6 separate regions of the Mus musculus genome follow, and all the other regions are linked to region 5. The links are chromatin contacts, called in public Hi-C, HiChIP or PLAC-seq and promoter capture Hi-C maps. All regions are on one chromosome and are shown on one strand. Each heading gives the region's core, a stretch centred on a gene start, on an enhancer-like site or on the middle of the called end of the contact. The rest is flanking DNA. Distances are from core to core; before and after follow the strand shown. Region 1 overlaps Chsy1 (chondroitin sulfate synthase 1). Region 2 holds the start of Tm2d3 (TM2 domain containing 3). Region 3 overlaps Mef2a (myocyte enhancer factor 2A). Region 4 holds the start of 1810008I18Rik (RIKEN cDNA 1810008I18 gene). Region 5 holds the start of Asb7 (ankyrin repeat and SOCS box-containing 7). Region 6 overlaps Lrrc28 (leucine rich repeat containing 28).

Region 1 (3,783 bases), core at 421-2,920, 560 kb after region 5:
GACTCACTGCAATGGACATCTGCAAGGAAAGATGTTTAGGCAAAAGAGTATACTGTGTGACACACAGTAACACAATACAGCTTACATGGAGAGATGTTTTCAGGGGTTTTTTTTTGGGGGGGGGGAGCTTGCAAGGGTGGAGAGAAGATACAAAGGGACAGGGAGATGGGTCGGTGCAAACTGATTCACAAAGATTCAATGAAAAGTTTAAAGGGGGGCAGCTGACTGGCACTGGTGGCACATGCCTTTAGTCATAGCACTTGGGAGATAGACCTCAGAGTCTCTGAGTTCAAGGCCAGCCTGGTATATACAGCTCCAGAACAGCTAGGGTTACATGAAAAACAAAAAAAAATCAAACAAACAAAAAAACCAAACACACACAAAATCACTTTTCCAATGCTTCAACACCATGTCTCACAAACCCTTGAGTAATTTGAGGTAACAGTTTTTACTCTACATGAAAGGCACCAGTTCTAACCAGAATTTAAGCTTCTGTGAAACTAAAATCATTTAAAAACATGTGCTTAAAGGCATTTATTAATAAGTCCCAGCAATAATCAAAAAATAAGCTTAGAAATAAATCTGAGTTTTGGCTTTGACAACTATTCCTCATGAGTCATTTTAATTACACAGCTATTACCTGAGGAATTATTTCTACTTCAAGGCAAGTTTTTAAAAAATTACTCCTCTGGCTAGGCTTATAATAGAGCAAAATAAATATCTTCCAAGACTCAAAGCTTAACATAATTATCTTACAGGAAGTTTAAGGATTAATCCTGCCTGACTGTAGAACATGGAATTTCTTAGCGATGGGGGATGGGTGCAGGTATCAGGCAGGCTGATCCAATGGTAAATGGCCCTTGTATGTATTTCTTAAAATACGAATGAAGAAGGGAAATTTTTCAAACAAGCAGAAAAATGCAGGATAAAATCTGTGTGACCCAAAGAAGGAACAATTTCTTAAAATACTAAGAAGTCACTAAGAGCTTTGACTGCTTGCTCTTCCAGATGACACAGGTTCAGTTCCTGCACCCAGATGGCAGCTCCTTTTCTAGGGGACCCAGCCCTCCTCTCTGGCCTCCATGGGCAATGGACATACACACTATGTCCACACACATTATGAACACACAGCCATAAATGAAGGTAAACACCCACTCACATTAATAAAAATAAATAAATAAAAAGCACAATCCATCAAAGAAAGGTTATGCTAGAGTTAGACTCACAACTGGTCAATTTTTAAAAATTCTATAATTCAGTGAAGGCAAAAAGGCAAAGCACACAGTCCAGAAGATACTGTGTTGAGAACAAAGCACTTGAACAAAACTCTTAAGACCAACATCTGAAACATGGGCCAAAACTACAAACAGGCAACTCACAGAAGGGAGGAACCTCTGGCACAAGCAAGGAAGGGCCAGCCAGGAAAATCTAGGAAAACCAGTGTCATCATAAGGCATTTAAAGAACTGCAAAGCAGTAGGGACATTCCTGCCTGCCTGCCCTACATTCCTGGGGAGAGCCGCCTGTGGCTGCTGTTAGGCTCCCGAGGCAGAGGGGAAAACACCACAGAGAGGTGCTTGTTTATCAAGTCATCTGAACCAATAAGAGTATTTACAAACGTCTGAGTGCCCACAATATCAGTCACAGGTATTCTGACCACATCAGATTACTTCCTGATGGGTAAGAAATCACCCCTCAGTCTCTCACGTCCTAGAGCTGTAGACCCCACTCTACACCTACAATTTGGCACTCTCCCTAAATCAAAGTTCTTGCTCTATCTACCTCAAGATACTGACTCTATTCAGTAGCACCTATAAGATATTGATGACTACATCAAGACACAATTATTTTTTTAATTCTCAAGAAAAGCCCTGAGCTGTGTGGGAATGGTAGTCAATGCCTGCATTCTGAGAGTTCCAGGCCAGCATACACCACAGAGTGAGACCCTGACCTCTACCCACACATAAAAGTGTTGGGCATGGTGGTTTACACATGTAACGCCTGCACTGTGGGGGCAGAAGGAGCAGCACTTTTAGGCCAGTCTTAGACAAAGCATTCCAACACATACAAAGCGTTACGTATTTTCACACAGAGAAGAATGTTATGGTCATAACATTTAATTAAGGATGGGGAAATGCAGAGACACTGCTGGCTGTAGTCTACTTAACACAGCATGAAATCCTCAAATGGCTTTTGTGCTGGTTTAAAGAACCATGGCTCCCCTATAGGCCAAGTTTGATTGCTTGGCTGCTAGTTAATGGAACTATTTGGGAAAGACTGGAAAATGTGGCCTTGTTGGAGGAGAAATGGCATTGGGGGTCAGCTATGAGGCTTCAAAAGCTCACGACAGGCCCAGTTTTTCTCTGTCTGCACATTGCCTGTGCAGGATGCTCTCAGCTGCTGCTCCAGAACCATGACTGTGTGCTCCCAGCCTTTTGTCCATGGATTCACCCTCTGAAACTGTCATCAAGAGCCCCATTAAATGCTTTCTTTATAAACTGCTTGGTCATGTTATCTCTTCACAAAAATAGAACAATAACTTAGACAGCTTTCTTCACTGCAAAATTTAATGAGAAAAGAGATCTCCCCTGGCATAGTGAACAACCACCAGATAATGGAGGCAGGCAGAGACAGCAAGGCTCATGGAGATTAAAAGACTCCCTCAGATCATACTTAGAATTTAAAATGTACCTTTGTTAACTTAAAATTTAAAAATTACATGAAGGGAATGAAGCAGGCTCGTGGACCACTAACACCAGAAATTAAGAGGTTTTTGGAACCCGGGCGGTCACGGATAGCCGCTCAGCAGCTGTCATCATGCCACAAAATGAATATATTGAATTGCACCGCAAACGATATGGATACTGTTTGGACTACCATGAGAAAGAAAGAAGGTTGGGAGGCCCATGAGTGTTCAAAGAAGACTGGCCTGAAGGCTGAACTCTATCATAAACACCATACTGAGAAAATACAAATGAAAAAGACTATTAAGATGCATAAAAAGAGAAACACCAAGCAGAAGGATGGTGAGAAGACCCCACAGGGAGCGTCCCTGCCTATCTGCTGGACAGAGAGGGGTAGTAGAGAGCAAAAGTCCTTTCCAACATGATTAAGCAGAAACGAAAAGAAAAGGTGGGAAAATGGGAGGTCCCTCTACCCAAAGTTCATGCCCAAGGAGAAACAGAAGTACTGGAAATTATTTGAACAGGAAAAAGAAAACAGAAGGCACGGAAAAGAATGCTTTGTTGGTGATGGTTTGACAAGAAAACCACCTAAATATGAAACGTTCATTAGGCCAATGGGTCTATGTTTCAAAAGAGCCCATGTCACACACCCTGAGCTGAAAGCTACCTTTTGCCTGCCTATTCTCAGTGTGAAAAAGAATCCATCATCCCCATTATATACAACACTGGGTGTGATCACCAAAGGCCCAGTTACTGAAGTGAACGTGAGCGAGTTGGGCCTTGTCACACAAGGAGGCAAGGTGATTTGGGGAAAGTATGTCCAAGTTACCAACCATCCTAAGAAGGATGGGGTTCATAACTGCAGCCTTGCTGGTTTAACAGTGACGTCATACAGGTCATTCCACTCACTACCTCACTACCGAAGACTGTCAAGAAAACATGACCGCTGGGAGCTCTCTGAACTACCGAGCAGACTTACCCCATGTGCAGTCATCAAGTAGTTATTAGATTGTAAAAGGAAAATAAAACACTGACCAATTTAAAAACAAATTGCATGAAGACCCACTCCTGTACACTTAAAACTGCTGTTTCCCTAAAAA
Region 2 (3,767 bases), core at 922-3,421, 1.0 Mb after region 5:
TTCTCACCCCAAGATTTTCATGTTTGGAAAAAAAAATTAGCAGTGAGTCAGAGGTTGTTGAGGGCAGGGCCTCGTATATACTAAGCATATGTTTTACCGCTGAGATATACTCCTAGAACCAAATGCAAGATTTAAAAATACTTTCCAGTGCAGTTATAAAAGACCACAGTGAAATCATTACATCATAGCGCTGACCAGTAGAGGCTACGCTTTTAATGTTATGATGCATGCCGTTGGGAAAAGTGAACTACAATACTTACGACACAGGTAACAGAGGGCTTCACTGTGCAGTCGAACGTGACAGGCTTCCCGTAAGTGCAGGAGACATTGGTCGCACATTCTATACAGTCTGCAGGAAGTCTGCTACACAAACCATTGCTTGGACACTTCGTCATGTAAGGAGGGATTTCAGTACTTTCTGTGAGGTGAGAGAACAGCTGATTCTCTACGGATGGTGAGCAAAAGAACAGTGAAAGGCAATTTTCAATGGTGGCGAGATCAATCAGCAAGGACACATGTGCTAGAATGCAAACAGCTTGGAGTTGGGGTCAGTGACACCTGCAATCTAAGAGGGTTTCTGTCACCAGCTGGCTGTGACCTGCTAACTGGTGTGATTAGTAAAACGTCTCTCCTTCCTGCTTCCCACATGGCCATGAAAACTATAAGTGCTCATTGAGAGACAATGTGGGCCCAGGTCAGACCCAAGAGCTATTAGCACAGAGGACAAACTAAAGCTTGGATAAGGCAGAGTCTATGCAAAATACCAGAGGACATGTTGGACAGAACTGGAACCAGAACACACAGCTCTCCAAATCCAATCCAATGTCCTTTCCAGCAAAAGTTACTGATGGAAAAATGAAGCCCGGACACGCCCCCTTCGGCGCGCCCCCACCACAAAAATGACAACACCCTCAGCCCTCCAATTCTAGAAAATACTGGTGTTAGTATATACGTCGAAATAAAAATCTGTGAAATGCCTCTGCCAGTTTCAAGTCCAATCCCTGAAATAATAGGACTCCAAACAGATGAACCTAAAGAGCTAGCGGACAGTTAGCAAAACAGGAATACTTGGAAGTGACATGAAGTGGCTAACGCTATAAATACCATTTCCCACTATTGTTCCTATCTCCATGTGGCCCGAGGTTGGAAGGTTCAAATCACAAGGCTGAAAAGGCCTTAAATCAAGATAACTACAGTGGCTGCAAAGGTGAGGAAACAAAGATCCCTCAAAGCCCGATCTCACCCGGATTATCCTCCAGGTATCTATCCAACCTTCTTAACCCAGCACATCATATAACATTAGGGAAGCATTGTAGAGTTCGGTGTTTGGTTGGTTGGTTTTTAACTCAAGGGAAAACAGTACTGGCTAAAGAACTGGAAGAGAGTGGAAAATAAAAAATAAACAGAAACGAAGAGTCCTGTAAGGCTGGATGAAGAGGTAAGTCATAGATTTCAAAAAGACCAAAACTGTCTACTGAAAGCGGCTGTCTGCCCTTAATTTACATATCTAAACAACACCACATCTAACAGCCAAAACCAAAAGGCGACTTCTTATACTAAAGAAACCTGTATCGAAAACAAAGGGGGGCGGGCAACTACTCCTTATAAATATGCACATTTACTAGAATAGAAAACGTCTAGTACCTGCTGCCCTGGGAACTACAGAGAATGTACGTGTTGGGCCCGGATCCTTTATTGCCTGAGCCAGCGGCTGCGAATGCTCTAAATTTAAGGATCCTACAATTAGAAAGGCATGTTATCATGGGATAGGATACCCTTGGTTTGTGTGCTTAACAGGTAGGGGCTGCACTGGGCATCTACGGCTCAAGAAACGGAAATGACGGGGTCGACTGGGGTTCTGGGCTACCGACTCAGGGAACACCGGTTTTCGGGGCGGGCTGGAGCGCAGTGCTGCGGCCTCGGGCTGCGGCGCCCAGGCGTCGGTCGCCGGCCTCCTGCGGCTCCGGGGACCCCCTTGCCACCAGCTCACCCGGTGCGGCCCCCAGCCTTGAACTCACCATCTCCCGACAGAATGTAGCACTGGGACAGGAAAAGCAGCACGCGGGACAGGTGGCGGACAGACCGCAGCGGCTCGGCCGCAGCCTCCATTTTTGTCGCTGCGCGTGCGCACTTCCGGGCCAGGAGGCGGGGCTGTGGTGGGGGCGCGCCGAAGGGGGCGTGTCCGGGCGCGGCCCGCAGGCGCACTGCTGCGGGGCGCCGCCGGCGGGTGTCATTGCTTCCCAGCTCGGAGGTTGGGTGGTCTCCTTGTCGCCGTGCTCTGAGTGCTGTTGGCCAAGGGAAATGAATGAAACTGGGGACCCGCAGCAGCAGGAAGTAGCTCGGACCAGAATAGCCCCTCACTGCCTTTGAAGAGATGCCCTTCTCTTTCCATTGGGAGTCTGGGAAACGGTTGTGATGCGATGTGGTTAGCCCATTTTAGTTCCGCTGACCCATGAAGCCAGGGAAGCAGCTCCAAGAGTCCCATGCACCAGGACCCAGGGCTCCTGCCTTAGGTTTTACCACAGCCTGTTGGGGGACACGCGGAGTTTAGAGTTCCTCTGAGACTGGAAAAACAGGTTAGGTCTCAGGGCCTGGGACAAGAGCCAAGTGTGTGGAATTTTCACGTAGGAGCAGAGTCCAACCCCAAACTGGCCAGGAGAGCAACCTCGAGGAGGGGGAGCTGCTCTCTGCAACCTACGTTGTTTCTATGGCATATACTTCAGGAAGCATGCTGTTGGTATGTCTCTCTCTGTTGACTTGCACTTTGGGGTCCCCAAATTCCCACTTGCACATCTGATAAGTGAAAAAGTACATGAAATGGTGTTCGGCGCACAACAATCCTGCAGTAAATGTTAGCTTTAAAAATGGTTACAATTCGCACCCTACACCCTCACACTGGTTTCATCTATGATGCTTCACTCTTCATGTTCAGGAGAATCAATAATATATCAAAGACTGATGCTTCTCTGCATCTAATTTGAATTCTGCTGCACCTAGTGAAATAAATCTGTAACTAATTTCTCTTTGGCATAACGGTATTTTAATTAAGTGCCAAGACAATAAGGTTGAAATCGGAACTACAGGGTCTGGAGAGCTGAGTCGGCAGTTAGGAGCACTGGCTGCTCTTCCAGAGGACCTAGATTTGATTCCCTGCACCCACCTGCGGCTCACAATCACCCAGAACTACAGTTCCAGGAATCTGGCACCCTCTTCTGACCTCTATAAGCACAAGACACTCTTGCAGTGCCCAGACAACAGACAAAATACCCATGCACACAAAATAAAAATAATTTAAATATATCAGAAATGCAGTCCAGAGGCACAGACAGGCAAATCTCAGTGAGTTCTAGGCCAGCCAGAACTACATCGTGAAACCCAGTCTTGATTTAAAAAAAAAAAAATCAGAAATATACTCGATTCAACATACAAGTGAAACACCCCAGGAAAGCAGTGGTTCAACTCCAGGCAAGCGTCCAACAATGGAACATACCGAGGCTCTAGAAACACCATGTGATGCATTTTATTTAGGACTTTAGTGTTTCTAAAGATAAATATAATGAATTATGATTAGAAGCATTAAAACTGTAACTCTTAACTCACAATGCAAATAACAGATTGTACAAAATCTCTTTGAGGTTTCATAGTCCTTTGCCACTAACAGGATATTAGTACTTCTCTTATGATTGCACACTAAATGAAATAGCAATTCCAGCTTTGGGCATGAGTTTCAGTGTGAACTTTAGTAAAGCAGCCATAAAAATACCTGA
Region 3 (3,977 bases), core at 1,466-3,965, 550 kb before region 5:
TTCTTCATGGACTGTCTAGACACAGAAATCCTCATGTACTTTCTAGTTCTGTCTGTTAAGAATTCCTTGAGTAATTTCATCTAGTCGCTGAGTGTACCTGGTGCTCTCTCTGATTGTGATATCTAAATACCATTATCTAATTCAGAGGCTAAGGGCTCCTTGGGGAAGTGGTGGGTTGTAGGGAAGCACAAATAAGCCAGAGGAGCCAGGGAATAAGGATGTATTATTGAAAGGTCCCAGGGACCATTCTTTCAAAAAAACAAAAAACAAAACAAAAATCCCAGTTTGCCAAAACTAGAAAATTTTAAATTACAGTAATTTGAGGTTATAACCCAAGGAAAAAGGAATGCTGATTCCATCATACAAATATGATTCAATAAATAAGGAACTGGTAACACCTCCTCCTTAGATAACAGATTTAATTTAGAAGAATTTTAAGAATAGTAAAGCTGGACCTTAAAGCACGCCTTTAATCCCAGCACTCAGGAAGCAGAGGCAGGCAGATCTTGAACTCAGGGTCAGGGCCAGCTTGGTCTAAAAAGTTTGGTCCAGTTCCAGGAGAACACAGAGAAGCTCTGTCTTCAAAACAAAACAAAACAAAAGATTAGGAAACAGCTTTATAATAGCATAGTAGGGCCCTAACTGTTCTAAGCACGTCAGTAAGTAAATGCTGCAGGTAATGGCAAACATCTAAAGTGAACCACTTACACACTATCAAGTTTCCTGTACCCAAACATGTGTTATTTATAAAGGGGAAATTGTGCTTTTAGAGTGGAGAATCCTGGAGGACGTTACCTTAGTTAAGGTAACTGGCATAACACCACTAAGAGTAAAACAAAAAGAATACACGTGCAGTCGGGTATTCTTTCAGCAATGCCCGTCCTTCAGCCCACCAAGGCTGGTGGGATCTAAGTGAGGTGCAAAGCTTTACAAATGGAATTCCTAGCCTCAACAGTTTTTGGGGGGTGTTAACCTCAGAAAGCCGGGTAAGATGTGTAGAGGAGCTCTCTGAGTGCTGTGGAGTAAGATAGTTAAAACACAAATGTGTATAACAAAGAAGTATGCCTGAAAAGAGCAGCCACTAAAGTGGCTCCTTGAGCACCTTGCAGGTAGGCAGTACCTGCTAGGAGCTTTCTTTAAAAAAAAAAAAACAAAGTCACTTAAGGCACTGAAATGTGTGTTAGAAAGACCCAACTACTTGGGACTTTGAAAACTGCTTAATAAAATCATATCTAGTCACAGAAAAAAAAGACAAAACCATGAACCCCATGGAAAATTAAAACTGTCATATAAGCTATTTATACCCTTATCTCTGTAAAGTTACACTGTATTTTACATACAGCAAGAGTTTGATATTATTTTGACATCTGTCTTGTAAATTGGAGATAACAAAATGATATGTTTAAGTGAGCAGCTGAACTATATTTGCCTACTTGTACGCTGAGTGCTTGTTTTGTTGAGTAAATGATCAGTTTATTCATTTGCAGAGAAACCAGTGAGGCTTAGGACACTTCACAAATTGGAAGAAACTTGACTTACTCAAGTGAAATAGGAAATATCAATGAGCAGACTGTTTCTAGCATAGAAGTATTTCATAACCACTTAAAAGGAGAAAACCTGTCTTATTCATTTTTACTGTTTTTAAAGTTTAACAGTTCCCTTCCAGTCTCTTCTTTGTCATATGCAAGGCTTTACCCCACTAAGATAGTTTTATTCATGGGAACACTGTTATTTGCAAATGGTAAACATATATTATTACTCAAAACTATAGCATTTATTAGTAAACACTTACTGTGTCTTATAATGTGTTGGCCACTGGGAAAATAAAACACACAGCAGTTTTCTAACAATAGAGTCTGGTAGTAGACAGGCATGTATACAAACTGTCTGGCCAGATGGGGTAGCTATGCAGGGATTAAATGTATATGTGCACAGTGTTAAACTTGGAAGTGTCTCAGAAGCAATGCTGTGTGTAGGAGAGACCCATGTAAGAGGAGGTGGGATTAAGGGACAGGATGGGGCTTTAAATCATTGGCTAGAGAATTTAAAAGAATTTTCCTTTATTTTGAAAAAGCAACTATAATGTAGAGGCAAGTACTATATGCATCGTTTGATATGTATAGAACCTCTGTAAAGTTGCAAACAGCTACTAGAATCCAAATGCCATGTTTTTCTAAAGAAAGATCTTGTTGCAAGTTCCAACAGTCTTAGTTAACTCTCTTATCCCTCTTATGTGCTGAGTACAGTCGGAGGAAGAGGAATTGGAGTTGGTGAGTGTGGTTTCCTGCTTGAACAGAGTTGAAAAATATATAAATAGTACTAATTATTTTAAATGTTCTTATTTAACCTTTGTTCCTTTGTTACAAAGATATTTTTCTATTTGTTTTCCACTATCCAAACATTTTTTAATCAAGAAATCCACCTACTGGCACTACTGATCCTAGTTATGTTTATGTTTATTGCTGTATATATTGGTCCCTTTTATTTGATGGGTAAAGGAGAAGACATATTGAAGTAACTTGTAAAAACAATAGCTATCCATGAACACAAGATACTTAAGCTTTTTTTGCTAAGGAAGTACACAAAATACCTTATGTGGCTTTCGAAATTATTAAAGTGTTTTTAGAAAATGACTTCACCCTCAGAGTCCCTGAGATCGTAACACAGAATCTTGTGTTATGTTTCTTTCTTTCAAAAAGATTACATCATTTTTGGTGAGGTCACCTTTTTCAGAGTTGATTATCTCATCCTGCATGAGGCAGTCGGAACCACAAGGGGGTTCCCTGTTTACAAAAAGAAGTGGCTGTGATTGAACACACACACATTTGCTTCTTACGAGGAATGTTTGAGTCTTTAAAAGCAGCTCTTACCTGTTTATCCAAAACATATTTTATGTTGTTTTTTTCCTGTGGAAAAAAAACTTGACTAAAAATAACTTACCTCTATGTTGGGAACTAAAACCCAAACTCAACAGATGTCATCATATGCATTCCAAGTCTAATTAGATGACTCCGATTTAAAGGGAATAAAAACTTGTGAGTGTTCCAGTGTTAGCATGGGCAGGGGTTAGGAGTGCATGTGAGCATGGGGTGTAAAGGCACCCACTATTTTCATTTCCTTATGATGACATGTTTATGCATGCTGGTGTGTTTTTAACAGTTTCTTTTCAAATAAGTTTCTTTGTTCTTTATCCTTAAAATAAGAGATGATCTTTTATTTGTTCTGTGCTTGCTCATTTTTGGATTGGTATATGAAATATACTCACTGATTAGCTATAAATGTGATGCTAGATTATACAATGAATATCTTTGGGGGGAAATTCTTGAGTTAAGGATGCCACTAATGGTTGCATTATGGTTCAAACTGAAATAATTCATCTTTTACTAGACCCTGCTCTTTACCCTTAAATTATTGTCCTAAATGCTTTAATTATCTATCACTGTGTTGCCCTCTAGTGGTTCTGAAAGTCACTTACTCACGGAACACACTGCTTGCAGGGATCTAGCTGGTGGGCAGACCAAGTATGGAGGGTCATTATTTCTACAGTCTTTGAAGTCATACCAAGAAGTTGCCATGAAGATGCAACTCTAAAAAGCCCAGAGTAGGGATAGCCTACACAGAACCATCTGAACACTATTTTTACCTAGTTTTATTTGAGACCAGATTAAGTCTCTCCCTCAAAAACTCATTGAAATTGTTGACTCAGTGCTGAGCCTGAACTGTTTCTCCACCTGTCATACCAATGTGTGACACTGTGTGACTTTGCCTTCCTTAAAATGACACTTAACTGCAGAATCTCAGAGATAGTTTCTGAGTGTGTTGAAATGTAGAAATCATGAAGATAAGAAAGATCGCTAAAAAGTGTAGTCAATCACACTCTTTACAACTTCATAAACACCCATGGAAGGAGTTACAGAGACAAAGTTTGGAGCTGAGACGGAAGGAAGGAAGGAGCATCCAGAGACTGCGACTGCCCC
Region 4 (3,464 bases), core at 92-2,591, 890 kb after region 5:
AGTGGCACAGCCATCCCATGCCTTACCTGGGAAGGAGGAACTAACCTGCCTGGGTGCGGATCCCTAACGATGCAAAATCTAAGGCCCGAGGAAGTTTCCACAGCTGTGCCCAGGTAGAAGCAGACTATCCCGAAGCCTGTGGTTACCACAAATACTGGATGGAGACAGACCCAACTCAGCACAGCTCAGCTGCTCTTCTTGGCGCACCAAGGTGAGCCCCTCTGCCGCATCCTGGGGAGAGACTGCCAAGCTCAATAGCCACCTGCTTCCCAGGAGGTCACACATGAGCCTTGCAGGATACTCTGGGCCCCAGGATGTCCCAGGGTGTTTTGACTGGCGGTGAATGAGACAGCTGTTTACAGAGGGAGGGAGAAGAGAGGAAGGGAGAGAGGAAGGGGTGGGCATTTTACACAATTTAATAACCAGAGGAACAACAGCAGTTACAGAAAATTTAGCCAAAATGTCATTCAGGGACGGGAAAGAGCAATTACTTAAATATTTAAAACAGACACCCCAGGAGTGGCCATGGGGGCCGTTCTTTGTTAATATTTAACCGGAGCCGGGCAGCCACCGAGAATACAACTGTTTACAGGAGATATGAACTAACACCCACTATTTGCTGAAAGCTATGGGGAGACTGTAGCTCTTGAACAGCTGATGATGTTCCTAAATCCCAGCCGCTCCAGTAGGGCCCCCCCCACATCACCACCATGAGGCCACAGGGGTGGGGAGGCCACAGCTGTCCCCAGAGCCCTGTGAAAACTGTAAACAGGCAGGCAGGGGTCAGCTGTCTTGCTCCAGACTCACAGTTTTCAGGAAGCCCAGCCCTGCAGCTGGGCCTGGGAGGTGGCTGCTGGCAAGATCATCAGCCCTCACTCCTGCAGACCCTGGCCAGGCTATCCTGGCCTCATCCACCCTCCTGGGCAGACACCATGCATGAAGCCAGGTGCTGATGAGCAGAGGAACTGGATCCCAAACTGGCTTGCTATGTCCCTCAATTCACACCGGGGCCTCCTGGGACACCAGACTGGGCTGTCTATAATTAATAAGCTAGCCTGTTTGCAGGGTTGGTAGATAGATAGGCCCTTTGTTCATTACAGCATCTACCTCCATGAGCTTGGCTTTTACCTACAACTGCCTCAAGTCTCATGGCTACCCTGCTGCTATGACAACCACTTCCCAACTTACTTGGGCACATTAGTTAAAACCCCACACAGATCCAACTTACTCCTCGGCTGCACTCTACCAGAAAGCCCAGCTCAAGCCCAAGGGAAAAAAACGTCACCTTTGAGTTCGTAGGCTGTTTCCAAGGTGCCACAGTTGAGACCACGTGTGCCTTTCAGAAGCCTGTGCCCCGTTGCATCATCTAATATGTTTGTTACAAAGTTGCCCAACCCTAGACCCACAACCCTGGCCTCCTCCCCGCATGCCACTGCCAACTGGTAAAAACCACAGATGGCCCTGACCTATTGAGCCCTTCTAATTGTTTGCACACCTGGTCAAGAGAAGAGAAAGATGGAGCAGGGAGGCGCGCTCTGGAAAAGCTAGAGAAGAACTGGGGCCTGCACAACAATATCTGTTAAAATAAAATAAAATCTAGTATATAAGAGCTAAAGTTTGGGTAGATATTTAGTACGTGATTTCACACACACACACACACACACACACACACACACACACACACACACACACATTCATTCCTTCTCAGGACAGTTGGCACACGCTGTCTAGAGTACTAAAACCATAGTCATTAAACTTTTTCTGTTCACTGAGTAGCTCTGGATACTAGAAATCTGAAGGAACGTTGAAGAGATTATGACTAAGGAACATGAAATGATCGGCTAAGGTTCTAGTTTAGCTAAATGCTGGCCAATGGGATCTAGAGACATCCACGGCCACTGAGTCATCAATTAGTCATGTGAACTTTTTTTTTTTTTTATTTTGATTGTTGCTACGGTTTCAACACAACTTCCTCTACCTCCCAACTCAGGTTGGAATTTTGTCCCCATTGTGAAGTAAGTGTTAGAGGGCAGACACAGTGTAGCCAGCAGTGAGGCCTTCACTGGACTGAAGCATGCATGGCCCTTGCCTTTTGGGGGGAGATCCCTTGCTGCTTGGGACTCTGCCAGCAGAAAGCCACCACTCAATACAGTCTCTCGTCCTTGGGTCTTTGCGACAGTGAACTGAAGAAGTCCTCTTTTCTTTTGAACTCACCAAGGCAAGGTGTTGTGTTTTCTTAGTAGGCAAACGTTTCTAGCTTCAGAGTAGTACTGTAACATGGTGGGGGGGGGGGGGCGTCTCTTTCTTGAAGCCATTCAGTAGTCAGTTACAGACAGGCCACTTTGAATCCTCTTATCATGTTCCCTCCTGGATGGTAACCAGACTGCTTTGCAGTTAGGAGACCTGGTGGACATAGCCAGGGGTGTCCTTGCTTTGCTGTTTAAGGGTTGTATCCTTCCCTGGCTAAAAGCTTATTCAATCCTAGCAGGCATGCCCCTGCACAGTGCTTGGCTTGTCTGTCATGGCTTGCTCATTTAACACACAGCCTACCCTGGTGCTCCTTCTGCTGTCCCCTCTTCAGCACCCTGATGGGCTCAGTTGTCCTAGAATTGGACACATCAATCAAAATTCAGCAGCATGCCCAAGAGGGCAGCATGGGGGTGCTTGGTGTATTCAAGCGTTGGAGACGGCAAATCTGGAAGGGGTTTTTATCATGGTCTGAATTTCAGGCACGGAACACAAATGACCCTTTCCTTGAAGTGGCATGGTGGCAACTCATCTTCCTGAAGCAGTGGCCGTCCTCATGCTCGGATGAGTGACCAGACACACTCACAGGACCACTGTATCCCTGCCGTGCCCTTCGGAACTGATCAGAACAGAGGATGCAACTAAGCCCTGGCTGACAGGAGTTCTCCATTATCAAGTAGAATCAGGGGTTCAAATAGAAACCAGGTCTGGTTGTTGCTTAGCTGTTTTTCCCCATTGCTGTGATAAAATACCTGACCAAACCCAAAACAAACAAACAAACAACACCTGAGGGGAACAGGGATTTATTTTGGCTCAGAATTTAAGGGTGTCGTTCCGGGAAGTCAGGGCAGTAGGACCTTAGGGTGGCTTGTTGCATGCATCTGGGGTCAGGAAATGGGAAGGCATGGCTGCTGGTGCTCAGCTAACCTTCTCCTTTTGATTCAGTCTAGGATTCCAGCCCACAGTAAAGGTGGGTTGACTTCCCTACCTCAGTTTACCTAATCAGGACAACCCCCAACAGGCACACCCAGAAGCCTCTCTGCTAGGTGACTCTAAATTCTGTCAACTTGACAATCTGTATTAGCCATCGGTTATTGAAAAATGAGAGAGTGGACATCTTTAGGCTCCCATGGTTTTAGAGGTGTGCTGAGTCAGAAGAAGGAAGAGTCACCCACAGAGGTCGCTGGAGTCCAGGCATAAGAAGCCCCCCCCCTTCA
Region 5 (3,698 bases), core at 264-2,763:
AAAAAAAAGAATCTCTTTTTAAGTCTGAATAATCCCAAAAAAAAAAAAAAAAAAAAAAAAGAAGTTACTCCTGTGGAAGACATCAAAGGAATACTTTTTCTACGAGTATCAGCCTAGAAAAAAAAAGACCCAGAGGCAAATCGAACACTGACTCCCACCTGCAACAAAATATCGCAATAGGTTACATCATCCCCAGGAATCCAATTCCCATAACAGCTTTCTCTATTATGTGATCAATGCAAAACATAGAAACGGGAATCATTCTGGCATGACCTATACATTCCTGCAAAATCTGCAGTCTGCCCACACCCCCTAATCTCATTTCCATCTTTCTTCCCCTTACTCAGTCACAGTTCCCCTAAACTTATTAAAGTACCAAAGGCTTTGCACTTCAGATTAACTGCTTGTAAAGGCCTTCCCTCAGATCTTTGTTGGCTAGTTTTTTTTGTCATTCACAGAGCATAAATGTCATTCTCTGGGAGACCTGGCTCACAATCTAAGAGTCTAGCGCATCCTAGTCAAACTGTATTCCATTACTTTGTGGGTTTTTTTTTTTCCCTAATCATTCTGCAGTTTCATCTTCTCTTGTTAAGATAAAAGAAAAAAAAAGAAAGAAAAGAAAGAAAGGAAAGAAAAGTTCACAAAGTCTCCCCAACAACTAGAGTAGTGTCAACCCAGTAGACACTTGCTAAAAGAATCAATGCATTTAAACAATGTATCAATGTGCCCACTCTGCGCCCCCCTCCCCCGGCTCTTTTCATTCACAAGAAACCACTAGGGTCGCTATCCTCGCAGGCAAGCCCTTGAACCAGCCTCGCGATCCCAAAGAGCGTGCTCTCTCGCAGGCTGGGCGAGGCAGCCTGGAAGCTAACCGGGTCTCAGAGACCGACAGATGCACCAAACATCGCCACTCGCTTCCAAGAAGCACCGCAGAGCGACGACGAGTAGGGGCCCTCATCGCCTGCTCTCGGCCCTGTCGCCTCCCCCGTCGCTCAGCCTGCCACGCACGTGTCGCTCCAGCCACCCAGCTCAACCTGGGCTCCTGCTTACCTGGCTGCCATCCCGCCGGGCCACGCAGCCATCGCCCGGCCACTCGTGCCCACAGCTGCCTACTCCAGGCCACCGTACTCCACGGAAGGCCTTGCCGGCCCCTCCCTCAGCAGGCGTAGAAGCCCCATTCGTAGTACAGTGTCTCTTAGCAACCGCTTAGAGTCTCCAGGCTGGGGGTGGAGCCTGGAGAACCGCTGCGGGGAAGCGGAGGGGACGAAGGGAGAGCGACCAATCGGAGACAAGTCCCAGCCTCTATTAGCCCGCCTCCTCTAACTGTCGCGAATCCGCGGGCAGCTTTACGACAGCCAGGGGGTGGGGGCATCTGTGTGAGGAGAAGGAAGCAACCAACCAACCAAGTCGCCCCCACCCCCTACCCCAACCCCCACCCACCGCGGATCTGGTTTACGGCTTGGAGCGCAGGCTCCAGTGCGGCAGCTGATTGGCTGTCGAAGGCTTGGTCCCATCCCAGTGACCCCAAAGTGCTGGAAGGAGGGGGCGGGGGTGGCCCAGTGCAAAGTGCATCCCGAAAGCCCCCTGTCGGGACACCCTGCTGCTGACACTTCGGACCTGGTATGACTTAGGGTCTCTCTGTCCCCAGACCTCTTGAGTCCCTCGGTAGCTGAAAGCCTCCGGCCCGGCGCGCGGCAGACCCTTGGTCTGAGCCCCTGGACCGGGACTGCCCCCCCCCCCCCCCACCCAGCCGGCACTTCCTCCCAGCGCCCCTTCCCGGAGGCTGCTCCGAGGCCAAGACCGCCACCCCCAGCCTGATCGACTATCTGGATGCTCTCTGGGTTGGGGCCGTGAAGCACCCAGGAGGATCAGGAACACGGTGTCCGGCCCTGCCTGGGGTGTTTCTTCAATGGAGAAGTTGGTGAATGTGCAGGAGGCTGAAAGGAGAGAGAGGAGCTGCAACTGAGGACACAGGTAAAGTCAGTTTCTTCCTCCCTTGAGGGGAGGGGGCTGGCTGGGTGGGGGTTGGGGGAGAAGCCCTGCTCTAGCCTGCCTGCCCTTGCCACCCTCCAGCCTTTGCTAAGCTCCCCCATCCTCAGAGCCCTCTCCTCGCCCCTGGATCACTGCACCACTGATCGGTTTCTGTTTTCCAGGTTTGAGCTTGCTGGAGGACACTCGCGAGTAGAAGGGGTCTGGCCACCCACCAGAGGAGCAATAAACAGAGTGCTTTGGACCAGCATCCTCTTGAAAGGTAAAGAGGCAGACCTCCCTTCCCCCATTGTTTACTCCTGGCCCCTACCTCATTAAGTAACGCTTTATTTCCAGGGTGGTTGCCTGGGAATGCAAGCTTTCTTAGATCCTAGTTTCCTAGCAAAACCAGAAGCACTGCCCATGCCTGGTCCTTAACACCCCAGTAACTTCTCTAGCCCAGAAACGTCTTCTGGGACCTGATCAGAGCGTTTCCGTGTTTTGCATTATCTTTTGGTATACTGTGTCATGTACTCTGCTCGGAGGCTTGGAGACCTTTTTGTAGTTCCCCGCCTTACATACTCTCATAGGAATTCTTCAATTCCATGTTAATTGCTTGTTAATTCTGAATGATTCTGCTTTTAATTAAACCACAGTTTACTGTTTTGCCCATGTACATTTTTTTCTCTCTATGCCTCCATCAGGAAAGCTTCAGAGTTACCTAACTGATAATGACTTAGTAGCAGAAGGTGAACAGGAGGACTGAAACTTACAGGTTTTGAAGAAAATAATTGGATTTGGTTTTCCTGGAACAAGTGAATGTGTGTAGCTTAAGAATGGGAACAGTATAGGAACTGTATAAAAGCACTATTAGCCCCGGAAACAAAGTATATAGTTTACTATGGGTGTTCTTGTGTGTTTGTGTGAGAAAAGTGGATGGACACCAGGAGTTGTTATGAAGTGATACATAGTATTTGTTACATCTCTGGTGTTCTAGGTGAACTTATAAAAATTTACAATGTATCTCCTTGACAATAGTGGCACAGTCAGGAATTTTGAAACAAAGTATTGTTTTGGTATGTTTAGCTATCTGCTGCTTGGTTTTGGCAGTGGTCATTCTTGTTTTCTCATTTTAAAACCCTTACAGAGAATTTACTAGATTGAAATATAAGCACCTAGGTCATGTGCTCAGATTTCTGCTGCCTCCGAAAATGCCCAAAAGGTAAGTTTAGAACATTAATATAAAGAGAGAATGTATACAAATAAACCATAGGGAGAGATTATACAAGGACAACCTAGAGACTGCCTAATGAATAACTATAATATTTGTTATCACGTATAAAAAGTGACTCATTTATTTTAATATCTCAACTGTTTTTTGAAATTTTCAGTACAAAGAAGTATTCAAAATGGTAGGCTTTTATTCCTTTAGATTTTCTGTCTTGTCTGCCAGTGTGTGTGTGTGCTTGCACACACAAACACAAATAATATGTTTTGATTCTACTGATCTTTAAGACATAAAGATAATTTTAAGGGGCTCTGGTGGCTTGCACATTTTTAAGACTTGAAACTACACGCCAAAGAAAGTATGTCCTGAATAAAATTTTAAAATACTATATATCAGCTCTCTTTTCTCACTGTAATTGCTATATTTTCCTCCTCCTCCTCCTCCTCCTCCTCTTCCTCCTCTTCCTCCTCCTCCTCCTTTTCTTCTTCTTTTTAATTTCTGG
Region 6 (3,930 bases), core at 1,377-3,876, 930 kb before region 5:
ATGTTCATAATTTTCATCTAGCTTCCTGACTGTGGTCACTATAATTATTTAAATGTCCTTATTTGCTAATCACTTGCTTAGTGGGTTTATTTGTATTGATTTTTTTTCTTCCAGTTTGGGGTTGTTTTCATCACTTGGATGGTGAGTTTTATAAATCTTACATAGTAATGTATTTTCTTTTCTTTTTTGTTTTTGCTGTGTTTGCTGGCATTTGTGTTTGGTTCTTATATGGTTTGCTTAGACTAGGAGCAATCTCAGATCTAAGGATAGGTTAGCTCTCTTGCAAAGGCCTCTCTAGGCTTTCTCTGGTTGGCCTGGGTAAGGGCAGGGCTTGGCAGTGCACTGGAATGTATGCCTCTTGGTCCAGAGAGCTTTGTGTGCTGTTCAGCTGATAGCTTTTCTCCTGTTTTGGTTGTTTGCCTGGTTGTTGTTTGTTTGTTTTGTTTTGCCCTGTTTCTCTTATGCATGTGCGTTTTATTGAATTCAGCAAAGGGTTATGGGATCTTTTAAGTTACTGGAGCTGTTTTTCGGGGGTGGGGAGTCGGGGAGTAGTTCCATTGTTTCCTGAAGCCATTCCCCTTGGCTGCTAACTGCTTCAGTCCTGATAGAGGCCCCATAACCTAGGAATTCTCTTCCTATTCCATAGTTCAGAATCTCCCTACTTGCCTTGCTAGTTCTTTTTTTTTTTTTTTTTGGAAATATAGTCTTTGTCACCTGTTGTCACTGTCTGAAAATAGTTGTTTCATAGATCCCATCTGGCTTTCCCTTGTTTATAGCAGGCAGGTCAGTCTGGTCCCTGTTACTCATTATGTCTAGAAGTGGAAGTCCTGTTCCTTCAATTAAGAAGAGAGCTTTTTACTGTAGTGTATGTTTCATGGTTACAGGGAAGTTGTAAAGATAGCACAGGCTGTTCTGGTATACCCCTCACCCCGTTTCCCCTGGGTTAACATGAGTTCCATGGGACATTTGTCAACACTAAAACATTGATGTTAACATAGTGAATAACACTTTGTTTCAGTTGATTATAAAATAACACAAAAAGACCAAGTCATTTGCCAAAGTGACTGTACCCTTAAGTGGTATGTGTACTAGTATGAATTTGATTTCTGGCCGTATTTCAGCAAAATATGAAAACTAGCTCCATACATCCGTCCTCTAGTCCCCCAGACACGGGCCATCATGCTCTTTTGTGACTGTATGTGACTATGAAGGTTCAATAAAGGCAGTGGGGTGCTCTGGGGGACCTGTCACCCAGTTACTAAGAAAGGGCTTGCTGCCTGTTCCACGTGGACTCTCAGTTTGTTGTCTCCTAAAATGATTTGTGGAATTGGGATTGCATTGTACTTAGTGCACAAATGAGTGATCTTTTGGAGACCCTGATAGTTCCAATGTGTAGTTAGGATCAGGAACACTCTAGTGGTATATAGCATCTTTATTTTAATATAGACACATTAGTGTATTAAAATGTGTTGTTAAGTTTCAGTCATAATAATGGGTACTCTTTTTTTTTTGTGATTTTTATGTGATGGCATCTGTTCATATTTACATACTGTAGTGAGTGTACCTGCACATTGATTTACAGTTTTTTGGCACAAATGACCTTGAACAAGAATGTTTCCAAAGGAGCTGGGCATGGTGGCATACGCCTTTAATCCCAGCACTCGGGAGGCAGAGGCAGGCGGATTTCTGAGCTCGAGGCCAGCCTGGTCTACAAAGTGAGTTCCAGGACAGCCAGGGCTATACAGAGAAACCCTGTCTCGAAAAACCAAAAAAAAAGAATGTTTCCAAAGTATTGAGTTCAAAATGTGTAATCAATTCATATACACAGAGTGAAGAATGAGTTTTAGAGTGCACACTTGGTTAAATTGTGTCACATAGTTATCAAGTGAAGGCTTACTTCCTGGCAAACACAGAAGCCAGTCCTATGACTGCAGCTTTTGCCAAAAGAAAAGGCTTTGTTGCTTGATTGACTGTCAAGAAGAGCAGACACTCTAGGCTCAGGTCTCTCCTCTGTCAGCCAGTGGTGATGGAACATGGAAGGAAGGAGAGGGAATGCTTGGTGGCCAAGTGGCATGGCAGGGGTGCTTGTTTCTCCTCAGCTTTCCTTGTCTTCTCCTGAGGATGTGATCTTGTCAGACAGCCTGGTCGCTTCTCTTCATAGTATCTTTTGAAAAGCTGGTTTCAAACCTTAGAGTCATTAGTGAAAAGCCCTTAGGTATTTCCTGGAAGAAAAAAATCTCACATCTGAGTGTGTCTGGTCTTAGCTGATTTCAGAACCCACAGGTTAACATTCTGTACAGCACTGGTTTAATTCGGCATAAAAAAAGCCTTCACAATTTTTCTGCTTTTATAATTCTGTTCTTACTGACATTTTAGCACTCACTAAAGATAGTCAAAACATGAAAGAAAATTTCTAAGTTATATTTTAAAATACTTTGGGGATTTATTTTTTTACCTACAATAAATTGGCTGGTTTGAAATCAAGTGTTCTAAAATCGAGTTGTCCTACCTCACAAGAAAATCAGTTTTATTACTGATTTTATTTTTACTGTACGATCTCTGGCAGTCATGGCATGTAGCTCTGAATATATATAGTTTCAGATGGTACCTGGAGTCCCCACCAGAGTGTGCCAAAGATGCTTCAGTGGGAAAGTGTTGATGACTTAGACAAGCCTGGACTTGTAGGTCTTTTTAAAGAAGACTTCTGCTGCTGAGAAGTCAGATTTCTGTGTCTTGGCATCTGAGTATTTCTGCGGAGACGTTAGTGAACATCTAATCTCTATTCTTGGGTTACAGTAAGCATGCCAACTAGAGACATCTTTAAGAGTTTTCTGTTTGTTTTGTTTTAAAGATTATTTTGTTTGGGTATTTTCCCTGCAAGTATGTACGTGCCATATGCACACCTAGGGCCTGTGTAGTGAAGAAAAGGGTGCTTGTTTTCTGGAATTGGAATTATAGACGGTTAGGAGGCACCAAGTGGGTGCTGGGACCCTGTAAGAACAAGTGCTCTCTCTTAATGGCTAGCTGAGCCAGTTAGAATTGTCTTCAGTCCACTTTTACTGTTTAGAAACTAAAACTGATCTTTCCTTTTACACAATAGGTATTGATTTTTCTTTACACAGTAAATATATTTCTGAAAACCTAAATAATTTAATGAACTAGATGTACTAGTAATTTTAAAAAAGATTTATTTATTTACTATATATAGTGTGTTCTGCCTACATGTATGCTTGCACACCAAAAGAGGGCCTTACATCTAACTGAAGGTGGTTATAAAATATCACATGGTGTTGCTGAGAATTGAACGGGAATCTGGAGTAACCTCTGAGCCGTCTCTCCAGCCTATGGAACTAGAAATTTTTTAATGAGGTTAAATACCTTATGATTTTTTTATATTAATGATTTTAAAATGACTAAATCAGAAGATATATTTAATATTTGTTATTTAGCATATTACTCTCAAAGCATTAGCTGTTGTTATGTCTGTGTGTTTTGGAAGTTTTGCTTATATTTGATAAGTTTTCAAACAGAGCTTGTATTAGCTGGTTATCTGACAAAATACTGAATAATGACAGCAACTTTCCCCTCCTTTTGTCACAGGTACCTTCACTCAAATAACATAGTTGTGGTTCCAGAAGGTAAGCATACTTATAATTCTTAGTTTGAAAACAGTGTCATTTATATTTTGCTTTATAAAAATTTGATGAGCCCCGGACCCTGTCTTTCTATCTCTAGCTCCTTAAACCTATTTTGGTTGGTAAGTTAGGGAATTTTAATTTAAAGGACTTTCAATTTATTTGCTTTAAAATGTAAGTCCAGCTAAGACAGATTAAATGGAGACATCTAATAAGACAATAAATGGCCAGGAAAATTACTAGACAAACTGCTGTTGGGAAATAGTAAACTAAGTACTTGGTGCAATTAACTAAG

Evidence for each region. Promoter capture Hi-C pulls out the DNA fragments that hold promoters and counts their contacts. A called contact is a pair of places that touch in the nucleus more often than the background predicts. HiChIP or PLAC-seq counts read pairs in DNA pulled down with a chosen protein or histone mark.
Region 1: a contact with region 5 is called in an H3K4me3 HiChIP or PLAC-seq map of stem cell-derived neural progenitor cells, with 16 read pairs. The contact joins the enhancer-like site here to the promoter of Asb7 in region 5. A contact is called at or near these places in 11 of 39 promoter capture datasets (the C10 cell line, the HPC-7 cell line, the SN4741 cell line and 7 more), 1 of 484 Hi-C or Micro-C datasets (CD4 T cells), 14 of 115 datasets of contacts at active chromatin or transcription factors (the 230-238 cell line, the SCID.adh cell line, bone marrow-derived macrophages and 11 more) and 3 of 9 other capture datasets (adipose tissue, liver and macrophages).
Region 2: a contact with region 5 is called in a promoter capture Hi-C map of pre-B cells, with 11 times the contacts expected there. The contact joins the promoter of Tm2d3 here to the promoter of Asb7 in region 5. A contact is called at or near these places in 8 of 39 promoter capture datasets (the C10 cell line, the HPC-7 cell line, cranial neural crest and 4 more), 1 of 15 datasets of contacts at CTCF or cohesin (large pre-B cells), 4 of 484 Hi-C or Micro-C datasets (B cells, CD4 T cells, muscle stem cells and 1 more), 3 of 115 datasets of contacts at active chromatin or transcription factors (astrocytes, bone marrow-derived macrophages and large pre-B cells) and 2 of 9 other capture datasets (embryonic stem cells and liver).
Region 3: a contact with region 5 is called in an H3K4me3 HiChIP or PLAC-seq map of forebrain, with 6 times the contacts expected there. The contact joins the enhancer-like site here to the promoter of Asb7 in region 5. A contact is called at or near these places in 4 of 39 promoter capture datasets (the 3T3-L1 cell line, cranial neural crest, hematopoietic stem and progenitor cells and 1 more) and 11 of 115 datasets of contacts at active chromatin or transcription factors (the 230-238 cell line, the NIH/3T3 cell line, bone marrow-derived macrophages and 8 more).
Region 4: a contact with region 5 is called in a promoter capture Hi-C map of liver, with 3 times the contacts expected there. The contact joins the promoter of 1810008I18Rik here to the promoter of Asb7 in region 5.
Region 6: a Hi-C map of cortical neurons shows a contact between it and region 5, with 5 times the contacts expected there. The contact joins the enhancer-like site here to the promoter of Asb7 in region 5. A contact is called at or near these places in 11 of 39 promoter capture datasets (the 3T3-L1 cell line, the HPC-7 cell line, the SN4741 cell line and 8 more), 3 of 15 datasets of contacts at CTCF or cohesin (the NIH/3T3 cell line, embryonic stem cells and large pre-B cells), 14 of 484 Hi-C or Micro-C datasets (the Ba/F3 cell line, DN3 thymocytes, bone marrow-derived macrophages and 8 more) and 18 of 115 datasets of contacts at active chromatin or transcription factors (the 230-238 cell line, T-cell acute lymphoblastic leukemia, bone marrow-derived macrophages and 13 more).

The regions. Positions count from the first base shown.
Region 1 is chr7:66,126,733-66,130,515 of GRCm38.p6, reverse strand. All of the region lies in intron 2 of Chsy1 (chondroitin sulfate synthase 1), which reads right to left. It also overlaps the pseudogene Gm18988. Among named protein-coding and RNA genes, the nearest start is that of Chsy1, 19 kb to the right of the region's middle. Within about 2 kb of position 1,670, at least 27 of the 459 cell types and tissues checked have an H3K27ac peak or open chromatin away from gene starts, as enhancers often do. A contact at or near this core is called in stem cell-derived neural progenitor cells, where this site is marked.
Region 2 is chr7:65,691,821-65,695,587 of GRCm38.p6, reverse strand. Tm2d3 (TM2 domain containing 3) reads right to left here and starts at 2,171. Exons shown (of 5, transcript NM_026795.3): 1 at 2,019-2,171; 2 at 261-445. The coding sequence starts at 2,109. It overlaps Gm33234 (a long non-coding RNA gene), which reads left to right and starts at 2,146. Exons shown (of 2, transcript XR_391545.3): 1 at 2,146-2,737. It overlaps Tarsl2 (threonyl-tRNA synthetase-like 2), which reads right to left. Exons shown (of 19, transcript NM_172310.2): 19 at 3,495-3,767.
Region 3 is chr7:67,242,814-67,246,790 of GRCm38.p6, reverse strand. All of the region lies in intron 8 of Mef2a (myocyte enhancer factor 2A), which reads left to right. Among named protein-coding and RNA genes, the nearest start is that of Lysmd4, 22 kb to the right of the region's middle. Within about 2 kb of position 2,715, at least 83 of the 459 cell types and tissues checked have an H3K27ac peak or open chromatin away from gene starts, as enhancers often do. A contact at or near this core is called in bone marrow-derived macrophages, forebrain and microglia, where this site is marked.
Region 4 is chr7:65,800,914-65,804,377 of GRCm38.p6, reverse strand. It overlaps 1810008I18Rik (RIKEN cDNA 1810008I18 gene), which reads right to left and starts at 1,341. Exons shown (of 3, transcript NR_167723.1): 1 at 1,229-1,341; 2 at 46-352. It overlaps Gm51485 (a long non-coding RNA gene), which reads left to right and starts at 2,028. Exons shown (of 3, transcript XR_003946789.1): 1 at 2,028-2,223; 2 at 2,730-2,952.
Region 5 is chr7:66,687,376-66,691,073 of GRCm38.p6, reverse strand. It overlaps Asb7 (ankyrin repeat and SOCS box-containing 7), which reads left to right and starts at 1,513. Exons shown (of 6, transcript NM_080443.2): 1 at 1,513-1,974; 2 at 2,154-2,251. It overlaps Lins1 (lines homolog 1), which reads right to left and starts at 1,185. Exons shown (of 8, transcript NM_152815.2): 1 at 1,051-1,185.
Region 6 is chr7:67,618,782-67,622,711 of GRCm38.p6, reverse strand. It overlaps Lrrc28 (leucine rich repeat containing 28), which reads left to right. Exons shown (of 10, transcript NM_175124.5): 4 at 3,601-3,638. Among named protein-coding and RNA genes, the nearest start is that of Lrrc28, 24 kb to the left of the region's middle. Within about 2 kb of position 2,626, at least 37 of the 459 cell types and tissues checked have an H3K27ac peak or open chromatin away from gene starts, as enhancers often do. A contact at or near this core is called in the Ba/F3 cell line, bone marrow-derived macrophages, cortical neurons and 3 more, where this site is marked.